Regions from separate parts of the Mus musculus genome. Here all the other regions are linked to region 2. The links are chromatin contacts, called in public ChIA-PET and HiChIP or PLAC-seq maps. All regions are on one chromosome and are shown on one strand. Each heading gives the region's core, a stretch centred on a gene start, on an enhancer-like site or on the middle of the called end of the contact. The rest is flanking DNA. Distances are from core to core; before and after follow the strand shown. Region 1 overlaps Znrf2 (zinc and ring finger 2). Region 2 holds the start of Ggct (gamma-glutamyl cyclotransferase). Region 3 has its middle 56 kb from the start of Mturn. Region 4 has its middle 37 kb from the start of Znrf2.

Region 1 (5,638 bases), core at 618-3,117, 140 kb before region 2:
AATAAGCAAAGGGTAGAATTCTTACTGCATTGGCTTTTCTCTATAAAAGGAGATTGGATGCTCCTGTAGGACCGTTTCCAGCCTCACAACCTTGAGCATGAAGTGGGAGTGGTTTACTGTAGCGTCTTTTGGACTGCACTGAAGGTGTGTGCACTGGGTAAAGCTGGAGAGTGTCTGCTCCTCTGCTGTGGCTTTGTTCTCAGGAAGTAGGAGGGTGGGGGAGGGTGGGGGAGGGTGGGGGGAGGGTGGGGGTGATTGTTGTTTAAAAACAGAAACTTACAGAAAACTGGAAGGCTTAATTGTTTTTAAAAGCTATTGTAAGACATTTAGTGAATCCTTTCTGTATCCTTCAGTCTAAACAACCAGCAAATCTTTGGATGACCTTTCACTCAGATATTTGAATGCTTATTACTTTGTGTCCAAAGTAGTATTAATGACTTTTGGACTACACAAAATAGGTCACCTAAACCTTGCTTCATTCATTTCCTGTTTCCATTATCTTCAAAAGTAATGATTTTGTAAAGACTACCGGAAAAAAATGAACAAAGACTTATCAGACACAGGCAGACAATAGAAAACATTGACTTTCCTTAATGGGCTTAAAACTTGGACCCATGTGAAATACATTTCCAAGAATCTCTGCTATGCAGTGATCTCTGTTGACATGAGTTATGTATGTTCCTTCAGGATTACTTTGGATGATTCATTAGAGAATCTTGTCTTTAGACTATAAAGCACTTGTTGAACAAGGTTACAATGTAGCAAGCAACCTTGTTTTGGAATGTATTTTGCTACATTGTGCTCTTCCCTGGTCTGGTGCTTTCATTTCACATATTTTGCTCTTAATAGAAGTAGGGTTCAGTGCTGGGGATTTCATTTGCTGTTTTCTCCATTGACCTCTTGAGCTGAAGTTATTCTTATTAGAAAGTCAGGGTAGGCGATCTGTGTCTTGTCCTGGCTTAGGAGGTTGTTTATCTTGTATTTCTAGGAGAATTTTTTCCTAGCAGTTAATCCTATACATGCCTACCATTTAATAGGTCTCCCTAGCAGCTGAAATGGCTGTCTTCTCAGGTTAGACTTCAGAACTTTAGCTGTGTATTATAAAACTTGTTTGCTTACAGAAAGTGGTTAATTTTAGTATGTTTGAAACAGTTTTTCTTTATAAATAAATTTGGAAAATCATGAGCGGTTTAGGACTTGACTGCTTGTGATTATGATTAGCCATAATTAGAGTTCTTTGTTCTGCTTCTTAATTTTGCTGCTATTCCCTCTGTAGAATTGAAGCTAAGGTGGTTTAGGTATTCAGTGTTGTCTGTAGGTCTAGGTGGGAGAGGAATTGGGAATAGAATATATACACAGAATATATAAGGATGTATAACTTCTGCCTCACAGAGGGTATCACACTTGAGAGAGAAGATGTACATAGCAGCAGTGATGTCACATAGAGTGAATATGGAGGCTGTTGGGCTCACGGGTGAGCAGGTAATGAGGAAAGGACCCCCCAAAGTCTGAAGTAAACCAAAAGCAACTTCGTTCACTGCAGGGGGGGGGGGGTGGGATGGGGGGGTGCTTCTAACTGGTTTAGAGTGTTGGTCAGGCTAGGAGCTGACACAACAACCTTGAAAGGGCAAAAGCAGTCTTCTTTTGAAGCATAAACCCACTGGCAGGTAGAAGGATAAATTGTACTGTAATTGGCCTTTGTGTCATTTAAAATGACAGACTTACCCATTACCCCACTAGGTTCCTGTGATATCAATGGCTTTGTTGGGGACACAGCTCCAACAAAGGATCAGTCTTCAGCTACCAGGCCCCACACATCTGAGAGGCCTTCCTGTGGAGGAGGAACTTGGTAGAGATCCCCTCACCTTGTCTTAAGCAACACGTGGCAGTTGTTCTCCAGTGTCCTCTGTTCACAGTTTAAACCAGGCCCTGGCAGCAGGTAAAGCATTGGCACATTTATGCCCAGTGGTTAGCGCACCACACTCCAGGTGGTGTCCTCTGGTATTGTGTGTCCTTCTCTTCTTGGAGGTTTGGGGGAATCACTCTTAGGACTTGGGAGTCTCTGTCACAGTAAGTTTAAACATATTAAGTGGCATATTTAGCAGATTTCTGACAGGTTAGAGGGCTGCTAAACACCTAGCATATATGAATTAAACAATCTTGGTCTGCTCTACGGTATCTGTTTTAAACTGTACTTTACAAACAAAACAGGAGACTAAATAGAATTTCATATTGTAATTAACCGCATCAGTTCCTAGGACGATGCACAGATAATGAGGAAAGGATCACCAAAGTAGTAAATTAAAAGCAACTTTACGGGAAAATGCTGCTAACCAGTTAGGGATATGGTCAGGCTCAGGGGCTGACACAATGACCTTGAAAGGGCATAAGCAGTCTCCTTTTGAAGCAGATGTTCAGGGGATAATAAAGGAATTCATATGAGGGTTAGTTCTGGAGCGCAGGGTGTGGCAGATAGCAGGATGTTGCTCAAGGCTATTTTAAGGCCTTGGTCTTATCTTAGCCTTTATGGGGCTCCTGCAGACCCGGTGGTTTTACTGCAATTGAAAAGACCTGCTTGAAGGCTTGCATGCAGTAAGAGGAGGGTGGAATTACTCTGGGCTCTTCACAGGCTAAGGGAGGTTGTTTCGGGCTTAAGATCTGAAGAGATTACATGATAAAACTTGATTTGAACTTGAAGAGATGGAAATAGGTTTTTAACAAATACCTGAAAACAAAGTATATTTACTTGAGCAAAAACAGGTGACATAGTTGTTCTCTTGGAGGAAAAGAATGAAATGGTTTCACTAAATTTGTATTAAGGTAATAATGGGAAATAATATGAAAAGTCAAGTCCAAAGACAGATGGCATGTGTGTACAGTAATGATCGTGCATAACAGGAGCCAAGATGCAGCAAGCCAGAAGCAGAGCTCAGTTCTGCTACTTTGGATTTCTTTCCAGTTGGACCTATATTCATTCCCTTTATACTTTGCACTATTGAAGAGAGGACAGCTGCCATATTTGGAGGTCCGTATTGCCTGGTATAGCCAATGGAGATTACTTTATAAAATGTCTTGTAAACACATTTGTCTCATTAATTTGTTCAGCTCATATATACTTAGAGTAAGCCTATCTATTATTTCCTTATAGTAATTATTAGTCAATTAAAACATAAAGGTTAAAATACAAGAACCTGCGAGCTTGGATCAGTGCCATCCACATAGCCAGCCTAGTGTTGAACCTGGCTACCTTCCCCCCGCCCCCCCCCCATCCCCCTCACCCCCTGCCTGGACTCTGGTTTGGAGAAGATAACCTCCCCTTCTTTGCCTGCAGGAGCTAGGACCTCCCATGGCTAATCACATTGCATCTGCATAACTTACTGCTTTTGTAGAATAATGCATTGATATGTAAATCTCACGAGGAATGGAGATCAGGACTTTACTTCACTGATAAGGCTTGCCTTTTTTTTTCCCCCCTGGAGGCACTGGGGGTTGACTCCTGGCAGCACAAACTGTTAGAATGGGGCCTGAGTACTTAGCTTCCCTGCCATTCTGCAGAAGCTTCTGACTGATGGTAAGGGTGATTTTTGCCCTCGTTTGGAGGAGGGGAAATCTCTCCGTTACCTGTCCTGTTAAAATATTCACAAGGCTAGGGCTGAGCATCAGTCTTCTTTTACTTGTCATTGGTTGGTTTCTAGAAGAAAAGAACAGCCACTGTTTGTTGAATCCTGTGCTTTAGGCTTTATATTCTCTTTAATCGTCATCAGGATGCCATTGTGTACCTACCGTTATCAACATTGTCATCGTTATAGTTTGTAGTGCAACTAGTATTTGTACCCAGATGTTAGGTCTCAAACCAGGGACAAACACCTGAGATGCCTACTTAACATATCAAAAAGGACCTGGCCTCCCGGTTCTCCCAGCCAACAGTCCCGTTGCAGCAGGCATACAATGCCCACTACCCTCAACTCATTACGCTGAACTGTGCAGCTCAGGGCTGGCAGATCTCTCCCCTGAGACTCTTCCTTCTGTAATGCAGACATTCTGGTTGCCCTCCCTCTTTGTACCTTTGGCCTCCTGGATGCCGCAACTGGCTCCCCTACTTGCTACTTTGCACTTCTCTCCTCACAGGGCTCAGGGTCTTGACCACTCTGCATTCTCCCCAGGTGTCTGCCTCCGGCCATGCTCTCCCTTTTATCTACAATAAACTGTCTCTTCTATACCTAGGAGCAATCATGTCCTTTTCTTTTTATATTTTACTGTTTTCATTCATCTGGTGCCAAAACCTGGGATTGAACCAGGGACCTTTAGTCTAAATACTTTTGGGCTTTAATTAAGTTTTATTAGACCTCTAAGCTAAGAGGCTGATAAATATGTAGAAAATACTCTCCCTTGCTCTGCTGTGATATTTGAAGTATTATTGAAGTCCAGGAAAAACACAAAAGTGGGAATGACTAAATTTACTGTGGAGAAGGAATATTTTAAGAAAGATTAATATAGAAACACAACACTTAATGAAGCTTTTGGTGACAATCTTTTTTTGTTTGTTTGTTTTTGTTTTTGTTTTTGGCTTTTTGAGACAGGGTTTCTCTGTGTAGCCCTGGCTGTCCTGGAACTCACTCCGTAGACCAGGCTGACCTCGTACTCAGAAATGCGCCTGCCTCTACCTCCCAAGTGCTGGGATTAAAGGCTTTCGCCACCATACCCAGCTTTTGGTGACAATCTTAATTTACAGTTGTTTATGGTAAAAGATTGGGGGTTAACATTTGGAAGGGAGTTACACAGAGCCATTAGGAAGTGTAGCTGCGTACATGCTTTTAGCCATCACTTGCTTGTCATTCCTAGATTTTTTGTCTTTATCTGTTGGGTCCTGAGTCTTTGAATATTTGAAGATACATTTTTTTTCTCAGCTTTTCCTTCTTTATCTTTTTCCAAGCCTCACTACAGTTTTAATAAGATCTAAACTTCATTTTTTATTTTTAAAGTATTTTTAAACGTATTTTATTTATATAAGTACACAGTAGCTGTCTTCAGACACAGCAGAAGAGGGCATCAGATCCCATTACAGATGGTTGTGAGCCACCATGTGGTGGCTAGGAATTGAACTCAAGACCTCCAGAAGAGCAGACAGTGCTCTTAACCGCTGAGCTATCTCTCCAGCCCTCAGCTTTTCCTTCTAAAGAGTTCTGTAAGTGCTCTCACACTGTATCTCAATTAATAACTACTAGTATGTAAATAATTTTGAGACCTCCCCCTGATATCTGCTAGTGAAATGAGCCAATTCAAGCCAGATTAGAATACATAAAGGCATGTTTATTGGGAAGCTGCTCTCAAGGTGAGTCCGGAGGACCAAGGCCAGGGAAGTTGGGGAGAAAGACAGAAAGGGCCAGTACAGAGAGAGAAGGAGAGGAAGAGCCAAGACCCAAATGTCTGGATTATATTAGAAAGAAGAGCCTCTGGGGGAAGGGCAGCCCAGCCCTTGGGCTGGAAAGTTCAAGGTTGGGGCCAGTATGCCAGGTAGGAACCGAGGTATGCTGGGAAAACCTGAGGGGAGAGGTCTGCTTTGATATGTAAAATATGTGCTTAAGTTTAAACCAAACACCGTCCTTTCTCTTTCAGTCCCCGCTTCACACCTTGTAAG
Region 2 (5,105 bases), core at 948-3,447:
GTTGACCTGATCTCCTCATCTCTGCCAATCCCACCTCTACTCCCCATTTTGAAATGTCTGGGTTTCTTGGGATTCAGCTTAGGCCTTTTTTGAATTTATCCAGGTGCCCAGAATAGTCCCACTACCTCCAGCAGCTTCCAATACCATCGGATGCTTCAGCTACCTTTAAAACCATCCCACATCTCTATTCTGAGGCTCAAAAGCTCTTAGATCTGGGACGAGCACACAGTTAGGGCTGATCTCTTCATCTCTTTGCCAATGTTCACAAATATTTACTGTTCATGTGCTTGTCTGGAAAGCATCTTAAACTTAATTTAGTACAAAGTTAGTTTATAATTTTTACCGCCAAACCTGATTCTCCTCTGTGAACATTATCACCATCACCTACTTGGTTGTTCAAAAACTGTGTCATATTTGATATACCTTCCCTACACACACAGACACAGACACACAATCATCAAGCCTTATGATGTTATCTTCTGAGTATTACTCTACCTTCCCTGTCACCACCCTATTAGATCATGGTGGCATTATCTCTGACATGAATGTGGCAAGATCGTAACTGGGCTTCCAATAACTTGCCCTATTTGCAGAGTAACCAGAATGAGCTTTCAAATACATAAATCTCATCGTCTGCTTTCATCCTGTAAGACACTCCACTCACAGCATGCAACAGACTGTCCAAAGTTCTCTGTGGTCATGTTAGGATATGACACTTTCTTATCTTTCCAGCCCTCATGCCACATCTCCCTGTAGACTCCAACCACTTCCTTTATCTCCTGTCCTTTGAACAAGCTACCCTCCCTGACAGTTTTTTGCTCTCCTCATCTCCCTTCAGGTCTCAGCTTAAAAGTTATATCCAGGAAGGCTTTCCTGAGCACCTAGGTCAGGTCCTCTGGTCATATATTCTGTTGCACCTTGCAAGTCCTCTTTTAAGGCTAACCACAGCTATAATTTATCATTTATGTGGTATTTCTTTCCTGTACTTCACGTACTTGAACTCCAATCCTACACTCTTTGGAGTTTTAGATAGAGTACAGAGCGTGACTCCCACTTCTGAAACTTGAAAGGCTAGGAGCTAGTTATCAGATCATCTTGCTTGCTAAGTAAGGACGTGGATTCATGGTGAGATTTAGCCAATCAGGGCACCTCGCAGGGGCTCTCAATTAGTGCTGGTGTTTAAGATCATTAGGGACTCCACTCTAGGCTTCAGGAATTGCAGAACTGTGGCAAAGCAGCAGTCAGGAGTCAGTTCCATATTGTGCTTACTAGTTGAGGAAAGGTGTGGCCAGTTTCCAGAGCAGGGATGGCCCTCTCCTGTAATGCTGGTTGTGTATACACACACACACACACACACACACACACACACACACACACACACACACACACACACACAGTAGTCCACCTGTTTACTCAATCTTTCAGGTGAATCCATGAGCTCTCTAACAGCCTTCCAACACCCCTCCCCATTCTCCTTTCTGAAATCAGCTGGTTTCTGTTGCCTGAAATCAAGAATTGACAAGGTTATCAAAGTTGGCTAAAATTATTAAGGGCCCTACACACAATCAGATTGTACACCAGAAAGGTCCTCCAAATAGCTAGGCTGCTCAGTCATCCTTGTAACCCCAGCACTGAGTGCCAGAAGAATACGTATTAAAGAGGAAATGAACTATGGTCAAGAACACATTTTATCACAGTTAAAAGCTTATTGGGCTACTCTACTGAGGGAACGAACATTGCTATCAGTATTGAAGACACGGTTCCAGGTCTCAAGGCCAGGACGCTAAGATCCGAAGGAAAGGACAGGCAGAATTTCACAGAACTGTGGGATAGATAAGGTACGCACAGGACAGAAAGCAGCTAGTTCTCGACTAAGAAGCACCTATTAAAGGCATCTTACGGGATGCTCATAACCGGTGGAAAAGGGCAGCCAGTGGAGGGTTGCGAACTCCGACGGTGGCTAGAGGTTCCCGGCAGGAGTCGCAGCTAGCCCGCTCTCCAGGTCGCCCGCACAACGGCACTGACCTGCAGGCGCGCCACGCAGCAGAACACGGCCGAGGGGTTTCGCAGGTGGATCCTCTCGGTCAGGAGATTGCTGCCGTAGGCGAAGTACAGGAATGTCTCCCCCTCCTGGCCCGCATGGCCCTCACAGTCGGAGCTCGCCATGTCCACTTATCCACGCCAGCAGCGTCAAGCACAGAGAAGCCGGACTAGCGCTGCTAAAAAGAGCAGTGCGCCGCCACCCACGCGGTAGTGCAGAGCGGCGGGCGGAGCCGCACAGAGAGCGCGCTGAGGATTGGCTGCCGGCTTGCCGGCGTGAGCTAACTACCAGGATTGGCCTGTCTACAGCTCCTCCCGCCCACTGACGTCGCTTTTCTATTGGATGCATCCCTCGGATGTACGGCCCCCTGCCTGAGGCGCCGCTGATTGGCGAGTCTAACGGACAGCCCGAGAGTGGCTACTGGCGACTGTGTTTTCCCCACCTGGCGGCGATTGCCCAGGTCAACCAGTGGTGCGGTAGGCTCTGCGCCTGGTATAGAGGAGACAAGTCTCAAATTGCTGTCGGCCTAGCCTGGATCTTGCGGCAGTTCTCCTGCCTCAGCCTTCCTGGAATGGGAAGGCTGATCCTACAAGTTTTCTTAGGATCACTACCTGAAGTTGCCTCACTGCATACCAGGGTAGTCTTTCTCCCACGTTCAGATCCGGACATGCCATTTGCTAGCCAGTTGACTCTGTTCATCGTTGCAATCTATTTCCTCTTTTTAAAATAGAACGACACAAAACACCCATGTTGTTGCTCTTGAAATGAAGATAGGAGAGCAAACTGAAGGTCTAGAGCAATGACTGCCGTTGGCCCTCAGAAATTAATCTAAATTCAACTCCACACTGACAGGTGCCAGAATTCCTGGAGAAATGACTGAATCTTAGGTCAAAGCTGGGAGTGAAAATTACCTCTTGAAAGAACAATAATCCAGAAAATGAGAACCCCAAGATGAACAAGGTCATTCCTAAAAGACCATTCACTAGACAAAGCGAGAACAACTTAAGGAGCAGAACGACTGGAAACTCTAAAATGATCCCTAAATGTATGTCATTCCCTTCAGGAAGTAAACCAAATTAAAACAGAGAAGAGAACCATATTGCCATGCCATCAGTGGCTAACACTTCATCACTTTTAAAAAGTGGGTATTTAAGAAAATGAGTGTTCTGCCTTTCTAGTACCAACTGTATTTTTGAAAACCAAATAGCTGATGAGGAAGCAATTCTTTGCTTTTTTAAAAAAAAGTATACTGGCTAAATGCAGGAAATGGGGGTACTGGGATTAGAACATCTGTCTCTGGTGCAACCAAACTTCCCGTCAGGAGCATCAGGTCACAGGGATGTTTATAGAGTCTCAGTTATCCCCCAAGGCTCACTGCTAGTCATTGGACAGGAAGACCATGATTATTTGGGAAACCTGACCTCTCTCACCTGATAGCCAGTCAATCTGGTCACCAATAAAAGAAGACTATCCTGACACAGTCAGAAAGCAACATGAAGCTGGGCATTGTGGACTGCACCTTTAATACCATCACTCGAGAGGCAGAGGCAGGCAGTTCTCTGTGAGTTCAAGGCCAGCCTGGCCTAGAGAGTAAGTTCCAAGATAGCCAGGGCTGTTATACAGAGAAACCTTGTTTTGAAAAACAACAACAACAATAATAACAACAACATGAAGCAACACGAAGCCCCCACATCTGTGAACTACAATTTACAAAGGATTTTTAGCCTCAAAAAAAAAAGCCTTTTATCTTTTATATCACCCTCTTCCAGAAACCATTCATGTATAAGAACAAATGGCAATAGAAGAAAACAGTGAAGAACACCTTGAACTTATCTCTTACATTGTTGTGATTAAAAATAAAAGGTAAGGCTGGGGCCAGCTACATGGATCTGGAGGTAAAGCACTTGCTACCAAGCCTGCAGACAGTTACATCTCCAGTACCCATAAGGTAGGAAAAACCCAGCTCCTGCAGGTCTCCTCTGACCCCTACGTGCATACACACACACACTCTCTCTCTCTCTCTCTCTCTCTCACACACACACACATACATACATACACACACATACACACACACACATACATACACACACATACACACACATACATACACACACACATACACACACACACACATACACGCACACACACACAATAGGTAAGCATATAGATGTAGTAAAAAGTGTTTTTAGAAAGACAAGACTGAGGGAGGGTTGTTCTAGTTTGAGAGAAACGAGACATGAAGGCTCAATGTGATGGCTTGTCCTTGATAGATTCTGATATGGTGACTCAAATAGAAATATATTTTAGGGACAACTGAACTTGAATTTGGATTGCAGAATTTGATGGTATTAGACAATTACTATTAAATGGATAGTGGTTTGTCTTATGGAGGAAATAGTTTTATTTTAGCATGCATACTGACATATTTAGGCTGATGCGTTCGTTATCTATATTTTAAAAGAATTCAGAAAAATAGAGAGCTAAATGCTAATGGGAGTGATATGTATGTGGGTGTTCACTATACTGTTCTATTCTTTTTTTTTTAAGATTGATTGATTGATTGATTATATGTAAGTACACTGTAGCTGTCCTCAGACACTCCAGAAGAAAGAGTCAGATCTCGTTGTGGATGGTTGTGAGCCACCATGTGGTTGCTGGGATTTGAACTCCTGACCTTCAGAAGAGCAGTCGGGTGCTCTTACCCACTGAGCCATCTCACCAGCCCCTTTTTATTTTTATTTATTTATTTTATTTTTTTTATTTTTTATTTTTATTTATTTATTTATTTATTTTGGTTTTTCGAGACAGTGTTTCTCTGTATAGCCCCAGCTGTCCTGGAACTCACTTTGTAGACCAGGCTGGCCTCGAACTCAGAAATCCGCCTGCCTCTGCCTCCCGAGTGCTGAGATTAAAGGCATATGCCACCACGCCCGGCTATTCTTTTCTTTATATTTGAACATATTCATCTTAGGAGTGGAAAAGGCAGAAAAAGATAGATAGAAAGAAAGCACCTGGCACTGGTGTGCCTCGGCAGGCACTTGCTGTGTAGTCTGCAGTAGGACAC
Region 3 (5,461 bases), core at 1,047-3,546, 260 kb before region 2:
CATCCTTACATAGTCATGAAGAGCAGTGGGCCCATCACAGCCACAGAACACTGGATAAAGTTGCTCCAGTGAACGCAATGGTTTCATTCATTTTCAGATACCTTGCTCTAGAAGGATTGCAGCCCCAGCTACTGTCTGCATGGGAAGGAGAGGCTCTACCCAGAGCCATTGTTAGTTATAGCAACCAAGAGCTAATTGGATCAGATCCAGCTGCACAGGTAAATGCAGTTCTATTGCACCACAGAGCATGCACTGACTGACTTGGGAAGTGCCTTTGGTTGCTGCACTACAGCAGAGTTGAGCAATTGCAATGGAGACCATGTCATGTGCAAAACCAAATATCGGCACTATCTGCCACTTACAGAATATGTTAAAGAACACGGTCCTTCCATTTCTCAGGATCTGGCCCAAGATACTAGGCAGCTACTATTGTGACCAGCACCCCTTATGTCTTTGAGCTCTAGATTTCTATATATGGACATGCTGTATGTCCTAATGTGATAGAACTCTGTCTCCTGGACTGGCATGGCCATTGCTGTCATGCACATGAAACCCTTATAAGATTGGTTCCATAACATCCCCTCCGAGAAGGGGGCATCATCAGACCCTCACTGAGATTTTAGCCATTCTTGCTTTCCAGCCTCCAGCTGCACATGATCCTGCTCCAGCTGCTAAGGACCTTGTTGGGTGGGCTGTTAAATTATGTAGGAGATAGAAGGTTAACTGAGATGAGACTCCCATAATGTAGCTCTATTGAACTGGCTCCCATGCTTAGGGAGGGTTTTTGGTCCAGCTGCTTAGCTCTCCATGTCCCTGTAGGTTACCTCAGTAAACTCACTGATTCATCTAGCTGGCCCTGGATAGAATTGTTTGTTTGCTTCGTTGGTGCTGTATCTGCAGAAAAGAGATTTTTGCACATCTCCCCAGGGAAAGTCCTGTAATACCTAGAGACAAAAGGGATGGCCTGGAGACACCAGGGGGGCTTGGGACTTCAGCCACTGCTCACTTAGGCAGGCACGGTTCTCGGGGTGGAAGGAAGATCTGAACAGCAAAAGAACTCAGAAAACAGGAAGTGACAAGCTTTGTCATATCTTTCTTAAGTAGCAGAGATGCAGATCCTCAAACAACAGTGTCGGTCCCGTGGAGGAGGAGGAGGAGGCTTCACTTCTCCTTCGCGTTTCAGTTCCTGGTGTTGGGTCTGGGGTGGTCACAGATTGACACGGAATTTACATAGATGCAAGTGACAACTGGGAAACTTCTGCAATGCTAACTCAAAACATTTTCCTGCAACTCTTAACATAACGATGCCACGTTTCTTGACTTAGCAATTAGATGGACATGAAATGCTAGAGTTTTTTTTTTTCTAAAATAATTTCATTTGTATAATTTTCACTCGAACATTCCACAAACATGGATTATAGCATATATTGACCTTTAAAGGTAAGTTTTGAATTCTTAGAAGAAAAATATACATGTGAAAATGTGAAAGATTATAATTTGGGGATTTTTGAACATTTATTTTCATTTCTATAAATGGATGAAAATATATTCAAAATGTATATATATTAGATAGAACTATATCAAGATTGTAAGTATTTGAGCATTACTGTCAATAAAACAAATCCTGTTTGCTCACTTGTGAGGGTAAGGATGTGTGTGTGTGTGTGTGTGTGTGTATGTATGTGTGTGTGTGTATCCTTTAATAATAACAGAAATATCTTTTTTGAATGTAGGCAACAGATGGGAAAGAGGCAGAATAGACTCATTAATAGAATCATTAGTATGGCCACAGTCTATCTCCTACCATTCCCTAACTACTGAACTACTGATAAGGACTCATTAATGGGAATTATATTATTCCACTCTTAGGAACCAGTTTCTTAGAAGAAGATGAAAGAAGCAGGGAGCAGGATGGGGGTGGGGTGGGTCTTCCTCCTATTAAGGGCTGCCCAACCCGATTAGTGCTGCCTTCCAGGTGGCCCTCAGGTTGCCAGTGCAGTTCCTAGAAACCTGTCTATGGCTCTTTTCCCAGTAGGAGAAAGAAGAGCTGCTAGGCTGGCCTGGGAATAAGGCAGCCTTTGTCACCTTTGTCCCCTGGACTACTGCTTCTCCTGGGTTCCATTAACAAACCATCATGGGCACTAAAGACATTCATAAACCCACCCGAGAAACTGATGGGGGCTGGCACAAAGCCTTTGCAGTTACCCACACAGAGGGCTTAGCCTGGGCTATGGCACACCCACATGAACACTTCCTGGGCTTGAAGGAAATGATGAATTTGTTAGCTCATTCATGCATGTGGCAAAACATATACTGCATGCCTATTGTGTGCCAAGCATTGTAGTAGGTACAGGGAAACAGCTGTTACAGTGACCAGTGTGTCCCGTTTGTTCTGAGCTCCTCATGACTTCCTTAGGATTTTATGATAGCTATGTTCATTATTCATAATGCATTCCTTTGCATCTCGATCATGTTTATACTAATGAGGTGACTTGGGGTGAGATCCCTAGATAGACTTAAGATTCGGTCTAGTGACTAAAGAGACCTTGGAAGTTTCAGTGCCACCCACCAAAGCTTCCATCAGCATAGAGAAGGTCAGAGCTGAAGACTGAGAGCTATAGAGATCTCAACAAGGAAGTGACTGGCAAATGCACCCTAACCACACGGGCAAAGCTTTCATACCTGATGAGACCTTGTAGAATTGTGCTTGTGTGACTCATCCACTCCTTGTGTCACTCCTTAGTGTCTTCTATGCTAACCACACAACGGAAGTTAAGTTTCTCTAAGCCCTGTGAGGTGTTCTAGGAGAAGTGGCTGATGGGAACCTCTGATTTTATACCCTGTCAGTGAGACTATGGATGCCCTGGCTTGTGATTGTCAGTTCAAGAGGGGGTACTTGTGGAATTTCAACTCAGCAGAGCTACACACTCTCTCACTTTCTGGCTAGTATTAGAATCAAAGTGAATTGCATGATAGTTTGGATGTTGGAGAACTGGGTGGTGTCACAAAACAGGACTTTCTCCATTCTCACTTCAATAATGGTACAGCAGGAGAGAAGATGGATCATGAGACATAATCACATTAGGGTGATGTGTTCAACGAGGGGAAGGATGGAGCTCCCTGGAAGCCTGTAGCAGGAAGAATTTATCCTAACTTTTGAGGAAGAAAAAGTGACCCTAAGGAAGGTTACATGGGAGTTATCTGAGAGAGAGAGAGAGAGAGAGAGAGAGAGAGAGAGAGAGAGAGAGAGAGAGAGTTAGAGTTCCAGGGAAAAAAATAAGCAGGACCTGGAGGGAGGGTCGGCAGGAGCCAAAGCAGGCATGAATGTGAAGGCTACTCGTGTTCGGTGAGGGGGAAAAGCAAGAACCCTCACTTCAGAAAGCCTTGAGCTGCCTTGTGGAGTTTCCTCTTCAGACACCACTGAGCATCAGTAACCTACTCAGCCTCATGAAGCAGCTTCTAGACACTCCAAAGGAGCTGTGATGTCAGACATAAGTCCTGAAGGAGAGTGCCATTGGCCCATGAGGAGAAACACAGTGGAGGCATGCTTCCTGCTCTTTGTCAGCTCTTTATGAGGACAGCCTTATAACAGTTGATTTCATCTACTGATGGCATCCTGGCTCTAAGGATGGGCATGTGAGCTGACACAGACGTGGTGATTGATTCAGAAATGGACATAGGACTTGAGCTGAGCCATTAAAATCTTCCCTTGGGGCTTCTGGCGGAACTAAAGAGGAAGGCAAACTACTGAGAAAGTAAGTAAAGAAGATGGTAAGACTAGACTGAGTACCAACCTCCAAGAAGGAAGCTGCCCTCAGAGTGCCACCACCCCCACCCCCACCCACTACCCTCCATCTCTACCCCTGCTCCCTCAGTCCTTCGTGGAGCAAACTTGAGGTTCGTTTTCCTCGGTGTTTCAGAAGGTCCCTGGTTGCCCCGCTGGCCACAAATCAGTGATTCTCATCCTTGCAAGCCCTTATTCCCTGACTCCTCACCTGGGTCCCTAGGACACTACCCAAGCCAAATCCTTACCTCAAGGTCTCCTTGTATAGAAATCAAACTTACAAGGGGCTCTGTAGTCACTTTTTTTTTCTTGCTGATTATGCATTTAAGGCCTCAGAGATGGAGGTAGAGTTATCCTTTCCCAAGGTTCAACACTTGGAATTTGTCCTCACTCCAAGAAAAAGCTATTTCCCCTCTGTTTGTCCCTGAGACTGTGACTGTAAGACAAGATTTTTCTAGACCTTGGTCCAAAATGATGTCTTAGCAAAACCTTTATAGGAGATAGCAGATGGACTCCTCATAGAATGCAGACAATTCTAGAAATCAGGGCATAATACTGTTAGATTACAAGGAGAAGATAGATGAACCATCAGACTTTCCTATTAGACCATCTCGTCCTAATACTATGGGATGGCTGTATCAACCCCCAAACTCCACCATCAGAGAAGATCCCACATGGTTACATAAGCGTACAGCTCCAGTTTCAGATTCTCTGTATAATCAAATTCCTCAAATATCCCTCCACAGAAGTACAAAGTAAAATAATTGGTAGACTATATCAATCAGGCAGGATGGCACACAGAGCAATGAGATTCTAGAAGCTCATCAAACACTTATACAAGGCCATCTGTCATGGGAAGTACAGTCTATGAGTTCTTACTAGTAAGAGCTAGTCTTACTGGGAGGGGACTTTACAAGGCAGTCAACAGGTTGGTCAAAGCCGTAAAGTTTACATAAATAATCCTCAGACCTATTCAATGACCCCCTTTTAGCTTTTTCAGTACTGGGGTACCTGTCTGGGGAAGAGAGGCAATTAGACTTTGCCCATATACCATCAAAATCTGGGCCTAAAAATCAGTTAGTGCTTTTAGATACTTTTATAGGATGAATAGACATGTTCCTACTAGAACAGAAAAGGTTATGCAAACTATGTAAATGACTCTTAAATTATTCGTCAACTTGGGTTCCTGCCATCAGATCAAAGTGACCATAGGTGTTTTGTTGCAAAGGTGACTCAAAACTTTCCACGGCTCTTGCAATTCCTTGTAAGTCGCAATCAGCCTGGAATCACCAATTCCTGAGAAAAGTAGAAAGTGCCAGTCATACCCTTACGCAAAGTAGCTATTGTGTGACAAGGATGTCCTAAACCCAAGTCCTTCCAAAGCTCACTCACTGCCACTGTTGGGTTTTATGAAGACACAAACAACACCTACAGTGCGCAGTGCATGTAGGTAACCCATAGCAGGCTCTCTTAGACAACGGGAACCGACTCTTGCCAGATCCTGCTGTCTTTTCAAAGCAGTACAGCTAGGAGATAGGGCTATGCTTAAAATACACAGGAAAGAATGGCTAAAGGAGCAGGGGCTCCAGCCCAAGTGGAAAGGGCTAGATCAAGTCACTTCACCTCCCCAAAATTGCTGGGTCTGTTCAGCCTGCTCCTCCACAGCACTGGATTCTC
Region 4 (5,734 bases), core at 2,311-4,810, 210 kb before region 2:
GCCAGGGCTACACAGAGAAACCCTGTCTCAAAAAATAAATAAATAAATAAATAAATAAATAAATAAATAAATGAATAAAATTTTCAGAGAGAATAATAGGAAAAAAGACCTCATTGCTTATGTGATGTTTCTTGTTAGAATTTTTCATGCTGCCAATATCTACATGCAAGCACCATATTTAGGAAGAAAATAGATTCTGGTGCCTTGTAAATGCCTTTCTTCTCCCCTTTTGTATGGAGAGGGGGTCAGTAGAAAATGTAGGGGCAATCCGATTTCTCTTGTAACAAGACAGTAAAGCACTTTTGATTAGTATGTGTGTTTAAATAACCATGAAGGCAGCAGCCTTCTTTCTCTCTTGGTCCAATTAAGTGCTGTTTTCACTGCAAAGAATACTCAAATCATACCTCAATCTTCCTTGTGTCAAAAGCCTGTCTGGAAGACGGCTTCTCTTTATCCAAGAAGAAACGGCACACTTGTTTTTCTGCCTATAGATGAGACTGCTTCAGAGAAAGACTTCTGACTTTGAGTAGCAACCTTTTTTTATCCCTAGCGTGTGGGTGAATGCTATTTCTTCTAGGGATTGGAGAGAGCCGTGCCAGGTGAGGCAAGGATCAGTGCGGGCAGATGCTGTCAGCAAACAAAGAGAGTCTGTGGGAAAGGAGCGAAAGCATGCATTAAAGCGACAAGGCTAATCAGCAGCTGGGGAAGATAGGAGCCCTGGAAATACGTCACCGGCAGACAGTTTAATGATTTCAAAATGGCAATTGCCCTGTGCAGAAGTCACCCCATGCCCACAGCCACATGCTTGTGTTTCCTCTGTGTCAGGTGAAAAGGAGGAGGCCTTTGGAGTAGAGCCACTGTCCAGTCTCGCAGGTGTCATGGGGAAGGCCATTCAGCAAGCATTAAGTGCCTACACCAAGGAGAGCGCTAGACCCAGAAAAAGTATAACAAGTGAGCATGCCAGTATTTTCTCGGTGCTCCATTTGCAGAGTCCCACTTGTCCCTGGGGGCAATCCCACAGGCAATAAAGCTCTCTGCCTTCTGGAGCCTGTGTCCACTGGAACAGGCAAGTGTGCTGAGGGGTTGGTACACAGCATGGTCTGTTATAAAGTGACAAAGAAAAGAAAACTTGGAGAACATTGAAGGGCATGTTGTGTGACAAAGCTTCATGGGGAGATAGAGCAGACATGTCCACTCACCCCAGACTGGGAACCCAAGATGCCGCCAAGTCCAACTTGGTGAGACCTGAGTTTTATTTGGGTTATTTACAGGCATATGGGTGGAGTTACTTACAGGAACTGAATGATTCAAAGACAACTGCATCACCAAGGCCCACCACAGCCCAGGTGACAACTCACAAACTTGGGAACCACACCATACAACCTGCAGGTGGCTCAACAGGTTGGAGAGTGTCCTTGCCAGGTGCCTTGGTTGCCTAAATCTCTTCCAGCAGCTCCGCTAGTTTCGGCTTCTTCCAGACAGTTGGTCTGGTCTGAGAGTCTTCTTTGCAGCTGAGTTCTGCTCTTAGAGACTCACAATTGTTAGTTGCTTACTCTTGCAGGGAGGGGCATGGAGAATCTGGTTTGTTTCAGGGACTTCCTGAAGCTATTTTGAGTTGTTTACCTTCCTGCTTAAGACGCTTCCCTACAAGATGGAGTGTTTCAGGCATCAGCACAACCTAGCTATGCCACCATGGAGTGCCAGGGCTTGAACCTAGGGCTTCCTGCATGCCAGCAAGCTCTACTACTAGAATGCATACCCAGCCTCCAATATGCAAGGAGGGTGTGGTAGGAGCGGTTTTGCTGAGAAGATGACATCAAATACTAAAGAGGAAAGAAGGAAGGGAGTGATGATACGGACATACAAGAAGCAGTGCAGGTAGAGGAAGTGAGGAAGTCCAAAGAACTGCCAGGAAGTTGGGCATGGTGACACACGTTAGTAATTCCAGCAAGAAGGTGTCATCGTCATGCTGGTGAGTGAAGCAGACAGGAGCCGCAGATAGCAGCAGGTCCTGGTGGCTTTCTGGACCACTCTGAAGACTGGCTTTTAGCTAGCTGAGGTGGTAAACACTGTCAGGGGCTGTGCATCGAACAGCTCAGTTGTGATGTCTGGGGCTAAAGAATGCTTCTGGGTGCTTGTCTTAGTCAGGGTTTCTATTCCTACACAAACATCATGACCAAGAAGCAGTTGGAGAGGAAAGGATTTATTCAGCTTACACTTTCCACATTGCTGTTGATCGCCAAAGGAAGTCAGGACTGGAACTCAAGCAGGTCAGGAAGCAGGAGCTGATGCAGAGGCTGTGGAGGGATGTTCATTACTGGCTTGCTTCCCCTAGCTTGCTCAGCCTGCTCTCTTATAGAACCCAAGACTACCAGCTCAGAGATGGTCCCACCCACAAGCCCCCCCCATCACTAATTGAGAAAATGCCCCACAGCTGGATCTCATGGAGGCATTTCCCCAACTGAAGCTCCTTTCTCTGTGATAACTCCAGCCTGTGTCAAGTTGACACACAAAACCAGCCAGTACGCTGCTGTTTTGCAAACGGACACGAACAGGCCAGTAAGATGGCTCAGCAGGCTAAGGTGCATGTGGCACAGGCCCGGTGACCTGAGTTTTAAGCCCATAATGTGTATAAAAGCAGAAGGAGAGAACAAACTGCACAAAGTTGTCCTCTGACCTACACACCACACATAGACACACATAGACACACACACACAATTTATATGTATGTATATGAGTATGAGTATGTATATATGTATGATGTATATGCACATGTGCATACACATATAGATACACACATTTATGATATTTAAAATGACAGTTAAGGGCAGGGGATAGATGGAGAAGTGGGAGACCAAGCCATAACCAGGAAAGGATCTGAGTGGAAGGCGGTGCTGCTTGCTGGGTGTGGTCGTGTGAGAACAGGTCGGGTTCTGCATGTATTTTGGTTACTGAGTCACACTGCACATTGACATGGTTGTTAAACCAACCAAAGCCTGGTGGGAACAGCTGTTTTCTTCACACAGGAATGGCTCCTAGGAATCCATGAATGACCATGTAAGATGCTGACTGGCGCTGAGAGCTTACGAAGTTCACCTTTAGACCCAAGGCAACACAGCAGAGAGCAACACATTTCTTAGCTCTTGGGTTTTGTTCTGTTTTATTTAACATTATGTCTACATGCCATTGTTTTTCAGGATTTTTATTAGAAGATTTAAATTAACATAATGAGAACTGATAAAAGATGCAAATCACTAAAGCAAAAATAAAAGAGAAACTATGTAAACAGTTAAATGTGTAGAAATGCACACAAAACAGATTCTCACAGTCTTTCAGTAGCATTCCTAACGAAAAGACAAATACATCTGGAGGTGAATTTGAGTAGGAATTCTAAAGAACGAGGTTAGGAATTTGAAATCTCTCATAAGTTATCAGATAATAATTTTAAGCAACACATAGACACTAATCACTGGGATTTAATCATAGGGCAATGTTATGTTGGAAGTAATTTCCCCTTGTGGGCCCTTCCCGGTCTTCTGGCCTCTTCCCTCTTTCACTTTCACACAGACTCACACATATAACAATGTGGAAGCCAGGATTTGCATGGGAGAGAGAACTGCCTGTGCTTTTTTGGCTTGGCCTTGGTTGCCTAACCTAGTACAGTATTTTCCAGTTCTATCCACTTTTCTATAAATTGTATGATTTCATTTCTCTTTACACCTGAATAAAACTATTGTAATCATGTACCATATTTTCATTAGTGATGGACAACTAGGCTCCTTCTTTTTCCTGGCTATTGTAAAGACAGCAGCAAAAACCATGATGAGCAAGTACCTCTATAATAGATACCCAGGAGCTCTGTCATATGATAGATCTATTTATAGCTTTCTGAGGAACCTAAACACTGATATCCGTAGTGGCTGCATCGGTGCGAACTCCAGCCAGCAGAGAATGGGTGTTCCTCTTTCTCTACACCCTCCCAAGCAGTTGCTGTTTGTGGTTTGTTTGTTTGTTTGTTTTAAATTTAAATCCTTTATCTCACCAAATCCAGTGCATTCATTCATATCAAAAGCACACCAGTGGCCTGTCCTTAAGACTGCCTGACAAGTGGAGCCCACAGACAGAATGACAGTACTGTAGGGACCATCGCTGACCTCCATCTTAACCCAAAGAGAAAAGGAAGCAAGACAATGCTTGAGCTGCGCCTGGGGTACTGAGATCAGGGGAATGTAGGAGGCCTGACTCCTTTCATAACCTGTGTGGTGACTCTTTTTTCTTGTCAGCTTCTTTGTATCTGGAATAACTAAGGGGCAAGTGCTAGGCACACCTGTAAGGAATTTTCTTGGCCAGATTATCCAAAGTGGAAAGAGCCACCCTAATGTGGGCTGCACCTTCCCGTGGCAGCTGGTGGCAGCAGTGGAAGGAGGGTCAGCCTCTCTTTCCTCTCCTGGCCTTCTCTCTCCCTGACAGGTTCATCAACAGTATTGTGGCTACGGCTGCGTTCCTTTGCCCGATGTTACAAGCGAGCTTTGAGCTCCTAATGTGTACAGAAGAGTAGCGGCTTTCTTGGGCCGTGCCAGACCTTCAGTTCCGGGGTCTGCTGAGACATTGAGCCCTGGAGACTGAACAACTGTGGGATTCTGGGCCTCTCCGTGGTGAATCAATCATTGTTGGACTACCTTAGACGGTCTCATGTAAGCTGCGCTAATAAATTCTCTTTTAATCGCTATCCAGCCTATCCATTCTGCTCCTACAAAGAAGCCCTACTGGTACAGATTGCATCTCTAGCTGCTAATTCAAGCAGCAGAGTGGCCACGTGAATTGGATTCTCATTCTTCTCTCATGAGAGAAAGCTGAGGTGTCCAGAACAAAGAAAGCAGCTGTCTTTGGCTTGGTGGCTCTGCCTCTCACAGGAGGTGTTTTGCTGCTCAAGATGATTGGCTCATGATTTGGTATCTTATCACAGCAGGTGGGCCAGAGATAAGTATCAGCCATATTTACCAACTGCCTCCTGCATGCCAGCTCTCTGCCGGTTACCTCATTCACCCTGCGTCTGTACAGCCTTTTAATGAAGCCCAACATTGTTCTCGACAAAGGTGGCACTATTGTTGGTGCTCAGATTGAGTGATGACCCTGCTCTCTGCCCAGTGGCAGCCTAAAGATCCCACAGCACGGACATGTTTCTCTAGGCCAGGATGACTGTTCAAAGCGGACTCTGGGACTGGATTGTGTTCTTTTACTTGGTTGGAGGGTTTGGGGTTTTAGGTGTTTTTAACATTGGTCTCACTATGTAGTCCAGTCAGAATTTTCAATCATCTTGTCTTCTCCTGTGGAATGTTGGAATTGCAGGAGGTGCTATGCTACCATGCCTGGATCTGATACACACTGAATTATGTCACTAGGAATATGGGCTTACTTAGATTTATATTCTCCTGATTGCCCTGTTTTAAATTGTGCAGCTGACATTGGACTTCCTGTTCAGAGAACAGATGACAGACAAAAGTTTCCTGTGAGAAGATATCATAGGCAATTGTCTAAGTACACTCCTTTCAAAATATACGTAGACAGCGGAGGCATGCTAATTAAGTAGCATCCCTATTTCTGGACTTCCAGACATTAAAAGGCAAAAAAAAAAAAAAAAAAAAAAAAAAGAAAGAAAGAAATACACAGAATCATAATTATTTGCAAGAATTAAAGTCAGGTGTAGAATTTCTGGGAGCCCAAGGCCAGCCTT

Evidence for each region. ChIA-PET counts read pairs in DNA pulled down with a chosen protein or histone mark. HiChIP or PLAC-seq counts read pairs in DNA pulled down with a chosen protein or histone mark.
Region 1: an H3K27ac HiChIP or PLAC-seq map of embryonic stem cells shows a contact between it and region 2, with 9 read pairs. The contact joins the enhancer-like site here to the promoter of Ggct in region 2. A contact is called at or near these places in 6 of 39 promoter capture datasets (the C10 cell line, the HPC-7 cell line, liver and 2 more), 3 of 484 Hi-C or Micro-C datasets (the G1E-ER4 cell line, cortical neurons and granulosa cells), 6 of 115 datasets of contacts at active chromatin or transcription factors (the SCID.adh cell line, bone marrow-derived macrophages, embryonic forebrain and 3 more) and 3 of 9 other capture datasets (adipose tissue, liver and pancreatic islet).
Region 3: a contact with region 2 is called in an RNA polymerase II ChIA-PET map of effector CD8 T cells, with 149 read pairs. The contact joins the enhancer-like site here to the promoter of Ggct in region 2. A contact is called at or near these places in 11 of 39 promoter capture datasets (3T3-L1-derived adipocytes, the C10 cell line, cranial neural crest and 6 more), 2 of 15 datasets of contacts at CTCF or cohesin (CD8 T cells and the NIH/3T3 cell line), 1 of 484 Hi-C or Micro-C datasets (nephron progenitors), 11 of 115 datasets of contacts at active chromatin or transcription factors (bone marrow-derived macrophages, effector CD8 T cells, embryonic forebrain and 6 more) and 1 of 9 other capture datasets (liver).
Region 4: a contact with region 2 is called in an H3K27ac HiChIP or PLAC-seq map of microglia, with 7 times the contacts expected there. The contact joins the enhancer-like site here to the promoter of Ggct in region 2. A contact is called at or near these places in 8 of 39 promoter capture datasets (the 3T3-L1 cell line, the C10 cell line, hematopoietic stem and progenitor cells and 2 more), 2 of 484 Hi-C or Micro-C datasets (nephron progenitors and uterus), 10 of 115 datasets of contacts at active chromatin or transcription factors (bone marrow-derived macrophages, double positive thymocytes, embryonic forebrain and 6 more) and 2 of 9 other capture datasets (adipose tissue and embryonic stem cells).

What each region holds. Positions count from the first base shown.
Region 1 is chr6:54,849,469-54,855,106 of GRCm38.p6, forward strand. All of the region lies in intron 1 of Znrf2 (zinc and ring finger 2), which reads left to right. Among named protein-coding and RNA genes, the nearest start is that of Znrf2, 35 kb to the left of the region's middle. Within about 2 kb of position 1,868, at least 64 of the 459 cell types and tissues checked have an H3K27ac peak or open chromatin away from gene starts, as enhancers often do. A contact at or near this core is called in the G1E-ER4 cell line, the SCID.adh cell line, embryonic stem cells and 1 more, where this site is marked.
Region 2 is chr6:54,990,670-54,995,774 of GRCm38.p6, forward strand. It overlaps Ggct (gamma-glutamyl cyclotransferase), which reads right to left and starts at 2,198. Exons shown (of 4, transcript NM_026637.3): 1 at 2,026-2,198. The coding sequence starts at 2,166. RefSeq lists an enhancer at 2,413-2,442 and a cis regulatory region at 2,423-2,432.
Region 3 is chr6:54,735,180-54,740,640 of GRCm38.p6, forward strand. No RefSeq gene overlaps it. Among named protein-coding and RNA genes, the nearest start is that of Mturn, 56 kb to the left of the region's middle. Within about 2 kb of position 2,297, at least 94 of the 459 cell types and tissues checked have an H3K27ac peak or open chromatin away from gene starts, as enhancers often do. A contact at or near this core is called in CD8 T cells, bone marrow-derived macrophages, effector CD8 T cells and 1 more, where this site is marked.
Region 4 is chr6:54,777,186-54,782,919 of GRCm38.p6, forward strand. No RefSeq gene overlaps it. Among named protein-coding and RNA genes, the nearest start is that of Znrf2, 37 kb to the right of the region's middle. Within about 2 kb of position 3,561, at least 35 of the 459 cell types and tissues checked have an H3K27ac peak or open chromatin away from gene starts, as enhancers often do. A contact at or near this core is called in adipose tissue, bone marrow-derived macrophages and microglia, where this site is marked.